Regions from separate parts of the Gossypium hirsutum genome. Here region 2 is linked to region 1. The links are chromatin contacts, called in public Hi-C maps. All regions are on one chromosome and are shown on one strand. Each heading gives the region's core, a stretch centred on a gene start, on an enhancer-like site or on the middle of the called end of the contact. The rest is flanking DNA. Distances are from core to core; before and after follow the strand shown.

Region 1 (3,462 bases), core at 310-2,809:
ATCTAGGAAGCTAAAATCATATGGAAAATATCTGTAAAACGAACATCTCAATTTACTAGGAAGATTTGACAAAGTCAACTAAACCTAGGCAGCACTATATCCATTCATGAAAGCTCACACTTCCATATGGCGATACAGCTCTATCAAACAAAATCATCTTTCTTCAGACCAAATATACCTTGAGATTAAGAATGTGGCAACCAAGACAAACACCAAATTCCATACATCATGCATATATGTACGTATACATTTATGTATGCGTATATGTATAAGCATATATACATACATCATCTTGAGCTCAATAATGAATGATCAACAAAGATGCAAATATTCAGAGGTTTCAGCCTTTCCACATAATACCATTTGTATAAAAACAACATCAACAAGCAGCAAAGCCTAGAAAACAGCAGTTGATTAGCATCCAAATGCATTTCCTTCCACCAAAGGAAAAAAAAAAAGGTGTAGATTGATAATACAATTTACCAAGAGTTCCATTCCAAGAAATATATAGCTTATGCATCTACATGCTCCATGTAGAAGAAAAATTACAAGCAACTAATTCTACTTTATGCTAGTTCAAGCAATCAATACAAAAATCCCACTCCTATGGTTAAAAAAATTTACTAGAAACATTTCAAGATACAAGTATCTCAATCCCATATTAAGTGAACGTCAGATTAATAAATTCTACTTGAAACTTTAGCATCGAAATGTGATGATGTTAATATCAAACCTAGATTCTTCAGTAGAAACCCTATTCCAATATCTCCGATCATCGATTCCAGTAATTGCCATCCCTTTTGCAGATATTGCCATGCATACCCTGCCTGTCACTCTGTCCAGCCACACTTCCTGCATCACCCCATGTTCAACCGTCGATAATCTTCACTTGCTCATCTAATGATAATAAAGCAGCTAAACCAAACAAAAAAGGAAAATCATGTAAAAAGGAAATGGTTAAATATTTAAAACAATAATCAAAAGGTACCGGGCGAAAAAAAACAAACTTCTATAATGACCTACCTTATATCCATCATCAAAAGGTACCGGGCGAGAAAGAAGCGCAAAAATGTCTTTCTTGGACATGTTCTGGTACCTCTCAGGAGGCAACAAATTTAGCAGATCTTGATAATTGGTGGGTAGCTTCTTCACCCAGATGGAATCGGAGGAGGCAGCCCCTCTAAAGGCGCGATTCAACCTGGCGAGATTGCAAATCTCCGGCGGCGTCAAGTTCATGAAAACGCAGGCCAAGCAGCCCTCGGGTATGTCCCCCAATCCTGGTCTCATCCCGGTCCTATTGGTTCCTTCCGTTTGGCTGGAAAGAGAGGCACCCATGAAATCCTTTCTCTTTAAAAAATACCTTGTATTTCTATTTATAAAAATTCAGTGTTTTAGAGGTAGGTTGGTGGTGAGAAGAGTGAAGAGGGGAGGGAGAAAATTTGTGGGTATTTTCTACCATTTTACTTTGGTTTGTTTTTTCCGGGAAAATGTGTGTCTGGGGGAGATGGGAAAGAAACCGAGGCAAAAATGTTGGCTTAGGATTTACCTAGACAGACTTTTGAGGATGCTTTTGGTGGGGTCCATTAACCGAAACGGAAATGGAATGCACCTCATTTATATTTTTATGTCATATGCACCCATATTTTACTTTGAATGATAAACATTTCAATATAATCGAAATGCACGTCTTTCTATATTAATAATAATTTTCACATCAAATAAATACTATCTTAATGAACATGTTGATGAAAATATTTTTTTATGGATGCCCATTATAACCATATTGAATATTTTTCATCCAAATTAGTTAATATCCATAATAATCATGTAACATTCTTTATCAAAAAATCATCAAGTTCTACAATAATTTTAACTTTTTTTAGAGAATTAAAATTGGGTTATATAATTCTATGATTATCTATTTATAATTTTTTAAAATATTAAATTAAAATTTTATCATTTTTAAATATATTAACTTTAAAACTTTATAAATTTTAAATATTTACCACTCCAACGTACTTAAAACATATTGTATTCTTTCACTAAAAAATTTAAGAGATATGAATAGTTTAGAATTGATTAGAAAGACATTATATTTTAAATTCATTAAAAATAGATTTAAATAAAAAAATTTAAGGGTTTTTTACCTAAATAACTTTTAAAAAAAATTAAATACTGAAATAGGTTGTCAACTTGATTATATACAAAAATGGTATGTTCTTTTGGGTCATGCCTATCTGACAGGCGCAACCACTTTTATTATATTAAAATATTATTATTTTATTTTTATTAAAAATATTTAAATATATATACAGGTCAAAATACAGTTAACGGGTTAAAAATACCCGAAACAGGTTGCGCCTGTCGATAGGCGCAACTAGTCGCGCCTGACAGGTAGGCGCAACTAGTCGCGCCTGACAGGTAGGCGCCACTGCCTGCCCACTGCACCCCTCTGCTGCACAGCCCCCCTGCGCCCCTCTGCTGCACAGATACACTGCTTGGCAGTGTGTAGTCCCTTCACAAGGGCAAAATAAATTGTAAATGGGGGACCTTATAAGCATGGTCCCCCAAGTTCAAGCACCCACCGGAAGAGAGAAAGAAATGAGAGAAAAGAGAAGAAAAAAGAAGAAGAAGAAGAAGAAGAAGAAAGAAAAAAAAAAGTAATGTATTATTTTAGTAAATAATTTTGTTTATAATTTAAATAGTTTAATTAAGATGTTGTGAAATTTTTTTGTTATTAATTATTATTTATAAATTGCTTATGTTTAGTGTTTATGATTTTGGGTTTATATTTTGTAAGAATGTATTTTTTTGTTTTTTATAATTATTTTAAAATTAATTTGTTAGTAATTTAGGATTATGTTATAAATTATTATGTTTGTAATTATTTTAAAATTAATTTATTAGTAATTTAGGATTATGTTATAAATTGTTGTGTTTAGTTTAGTATTTGGTGAGTTTTTAGTAATGTAAAATTATTTTGTTAAATATTTTGTTAGTAATTTGTTATAAATTGTTGTGTTTTGTGAGTTTTTAGTAATGTAATTTTTTTTAAAAATAATTTTATAGTTATTTTGTTAGTAGTTTATGATTAGATTATAAATTGTTAGTGTTTTGTGTTTTGTTATAGTTATTTATTTTGTTAATAATTAATGGGATTTGGTTACAAATTGTTAGTGTTTAGTATAGGGTTTTGTGATTTTTTAGTAATGTAATTTTTAAAAAAATAATTTATAGTTATTTTGTTAGTAATTTATGATTAGGTTATATAAATTGTTAGTGTTTAGTTATGTGTTTTGTAATTTTTTAGTAATGTATTTTTTTAAAAACAATTTTATAGTTATTTTGTTAGTAATTTATGATTAGGTTATATAAATTGTTAGTGTTTAGTTATGTGTTTTGTAATTTTTTAGTAATGTATTTTTTTAAAACAATTTTATAGTTATTTTGTTAGTAATTTAT
Region 2 (3,262 bases), core at 141-2,640, 240 kb before region 1:
GATTGGGTTGGGGCTAGGCTTAATGGGTTTAGGTTTAGGCTAGGTTAATTTTGGGTTTGGGCTAACTGGGCTTACTATTGTAAACTGGACTATTTAATTGTTTTTTCATTTGGTTTTATTTTATTGACGGGCTGGGCAAAAATGGGCTCTTACAGTAGCATTGCATCATTTTTTACTCGATTTTAAAATTTTTAAAATTGAGATAATACTCGTATTTAGGATTTTCAAGGAAATTGAGCCCTAACATATTGGGTTCCAATTTTCTTTGTTAAATCTAACAATCGAGAATTGCTCATTAATCAAAAAATAAAATGAAAAGCTTGGTGTCGGGAATTTAATATGTTGTGTCCTAACGTATTGGATGTGACGTATTGATTTATCGAGACAAAGATTTTTTTAAAAAATAATAACAAAGGAAATATTCCAAGTTTAAGATTTTGAGAAATTGTGCCCTAACGTATTAGGCCGTGATTTCTTTATAAATCTTAAACAAATAAATATTCTTTTAAATTTTATTACACGAGTATTTTGGACTAATTCATTTTTGAGGAATTAGAATGTCGTGCCCTAACGCATTGGGTGTGACATTTTCTTTCTCCGAAATGATAAGAGTTTTAATAAGTAACGTTTTTTAAGTTTTTATTAAGGATCATATTTTTAAATTTTCGACATTAAGACACTAATTAATTAACTAGGTACCAATTTTGGGCGTTACGAGGGTGCTAATCCTTCCTCGTACGTAACCGACTCCCGGATCCATTTTTCTAAAACTCGTAGACCAAAGCTATTTTTTAGGTGATCTAATCACACCTCAATAAAAGATTGGTGGGGACTCCCAATTTTTGTTTTTTTAAAAGTCGACAACTAATTTTTGTTTTTTTCAAAAATACAAATGGTTTCGACAATGACAAATCAAATTTTCTTCTTGAAAAAATTTCAAATCAAACTAAAAACATTAAAAATGAAGAGAAAAAATTCTTATTTATCATTCTCACATTAAAAAAGAATAAAAATAACATAAAATCACACTTTCGTACAATCCTTTCTCTTTAAACAAAACGGTCTAAAACTTTAAATATTCTTTTAAATCACATATACGCCTAATTTTGCCGAGTATTGCGCGACTTGCGTATGAAAAAACACGTGGAAACACACTGCATGAAGAAAGAAGATACCGACTTTGATGGTCACAGCCACAGGCAGCACCAATCCATCCACCGCTTCATATAAATCACTGAGACTAGCATTGCAAGTGTTCCTGCAACGTGTCAACTCATCATCTCACTAAAGCACGTGGCGACCAATCAGATTAAACGTTCTTCACCTACGTGTCATCCTCCCAGGATTAAAGCTAATTGTATATAGATCCATCGAAAGCATTTCACCAGCTTATAAAACGTACAAAGATCCAAAGATCATATATACATTTCTTCTGAATTACCTGTAATATCATTATTTGTTTTCCACCGAGTTCTTTGTTTGTTTGAGATTTGAACAACAATGGCGACAAGGCAAGAGAAGGAGCAAAGGGCCGAGGCGGCAGCAAGACAAGCGGCGGACGAACTTAGGGATGTTAATAGAGAAAGAGATTATGAAGAAAGAGTTGCTTATAAGGAGGAATGGGATCAATCTCCGCCGCAACAGCAACAGAGGCCCGGAGTTATTGGGAGCATGTTGAGGGCGGTGCAAGACACGTTCGGGCATGCCAAAGAGGCCGTCGTAGGTAATAAGGGCCACGAGGCGGAGGATTTCACTGGTCGAGGTACAGAGAAGACATGGGAGATGAAAGATAAAGCTGGTGAGTACAAAGACTATGCAACTGACAAGACAAAGGACGCCGCAGAGAGGGCGAAAGAGGCAACGGATGCTACCAAGGAAAAGGCTTCTGAGTATACAGATTATGCTGCTCACAAGGCAAAGGAAACCAGGGACTCCACCGCCCACAAGGCCAAAGAATCAAAGGATTCAGTAACAGGTAAAGCTTCCGAGTATGGAGATTATGTTGCCCAGAAGGCGAAGGAATCCAAGGATGCGGCGACCGGTAAGGCGGCTGATTATGCAGATTATGCTTCTCAGAAGGCCAAGGAAACTAGGGACTCGGCTTCCCAGAAGGCGAAAGAAGCCAAGGATAATATCACAGGGAAGGCTTCCGAGTATAAAGACTATGCAGCAGAGAAAGCCAAGGAAGCAAAGGACATGACAGCCGAGAAGGCGAAGGAAGCGGCGGGGAAGGCAAGAGAGGGGACGGAATATGCGGCAGAGAAGGCTAAAGAAGGAAGAGATGCTACAGTGGAGAAGACGAAGGAATACACAAATTATACCGTGGATAAAGCAAAGGAAGGCAAGGATACCGGTGTTAGTAAGCTTGGGGAGCTGAAAGACTCAGCTGCTGATGCTGCTAGGAAGGCCATGGGCTTCCTCACTGGAAAAACTGAAGAAACGAAGCACACGGCATCCGAAACTGCAGATAGAACCAAGGTAATCATATGAATCTTAATTATTCCAATCTTTTTTGTCAACCACTGTATTGTGTACTAAATGTTTGGTCAAATTAATATAGGAAAAGTTGAGCGAAACAACGGAGTCAGCTAGACAGAAAATGGAAGAGATGAAGCTGAAAGGTAATGATGGTGGTCGTGGGGTTTCAGAGAGGGTGGTGGTGAAAGTTGAAGATACGCGACCAGGAGCTTTTGCTTCTACACTGAAAGCATCTGATCAGATGAGTGGCCAAACTTTCAACGACGTGGGGCGTGTGAATGATGAAGGTGTTTATGATCGATCGGACAAAACCAATCTGTGATCTTTAAAGCACTGCACATTCCTTTGGTGTATGTGAGAGTATATATATATATAGGGTGGGTGGACTATTGTGGTGTTTTTGTTTCCATGGTTTTGCTTCTGCTTTTGTATCTGTTCCGCTATGGAGTGCTTTTTTTCTCGTTTGATCAGGAATACCAGGAAATGATGTATAAATAAAAGCCACCCAAAAATTAATAGAGAGAATATGGGTTATAGTTTCATGATAACTAGATCTCTTCATTTTAATGCAGAGGCCGGTTTCAACTTCATGGTCTTTGATTGCATATAAGGAGTTATATCTTTTCCTTTAAAGATTCCGGTAGATGCTGGGCCTCTAATGAAGTTAAGACACCAATGGGCTTTCCCCGTTGAAGCCTATACATTATATTTTTTTTCTTTTTTAATCTGATTTTTCGGAATTCCTTTCAAATCAAATCGGGTGAGCATATTGGAATATTTGCAC

The links. A called contact is a pair of places that touch in the nucleus more often than the background predicts.
Region 2: a Hi-C map of leaf shows a contact between it and region 1, with 2.2 times the contacts expected there. The contact joins the promoter of LOC107899513 here to the promoter of LOC107899519 in region 1. A contact is called at or near these places in 2 of 34 Hi-C or Micro-C datasets (hypocotyl and leaf).

Annotation. Positions count from the first base shown.
Region 1 is chrD04:39,183,294-39,186,755 of Gossypium_hirsutum_v2.1, reverse strand. LOC107899519 (F-box protein PP2-A15) reads right to left here and starts at 1,559. Exons shown (of 4, transcript XR_005912186.1): 1 at 1,024-1,559; 2 at 734-852.
Region 2 is chrD04:39,422,417-39,425,678 of Gossypium_hirsutum_v2.1, reverse strand. It overlaps LOC107899513 (embryonic protein DC-8), which reads left to right and starts at 1,390. Exons shown (of 2, transcript XM_016825247.2): 1 at 1,390-2,478; 2 at 2,561-3,026. The coding sequence starts at 1,501. The coding sequence ends at 2,800.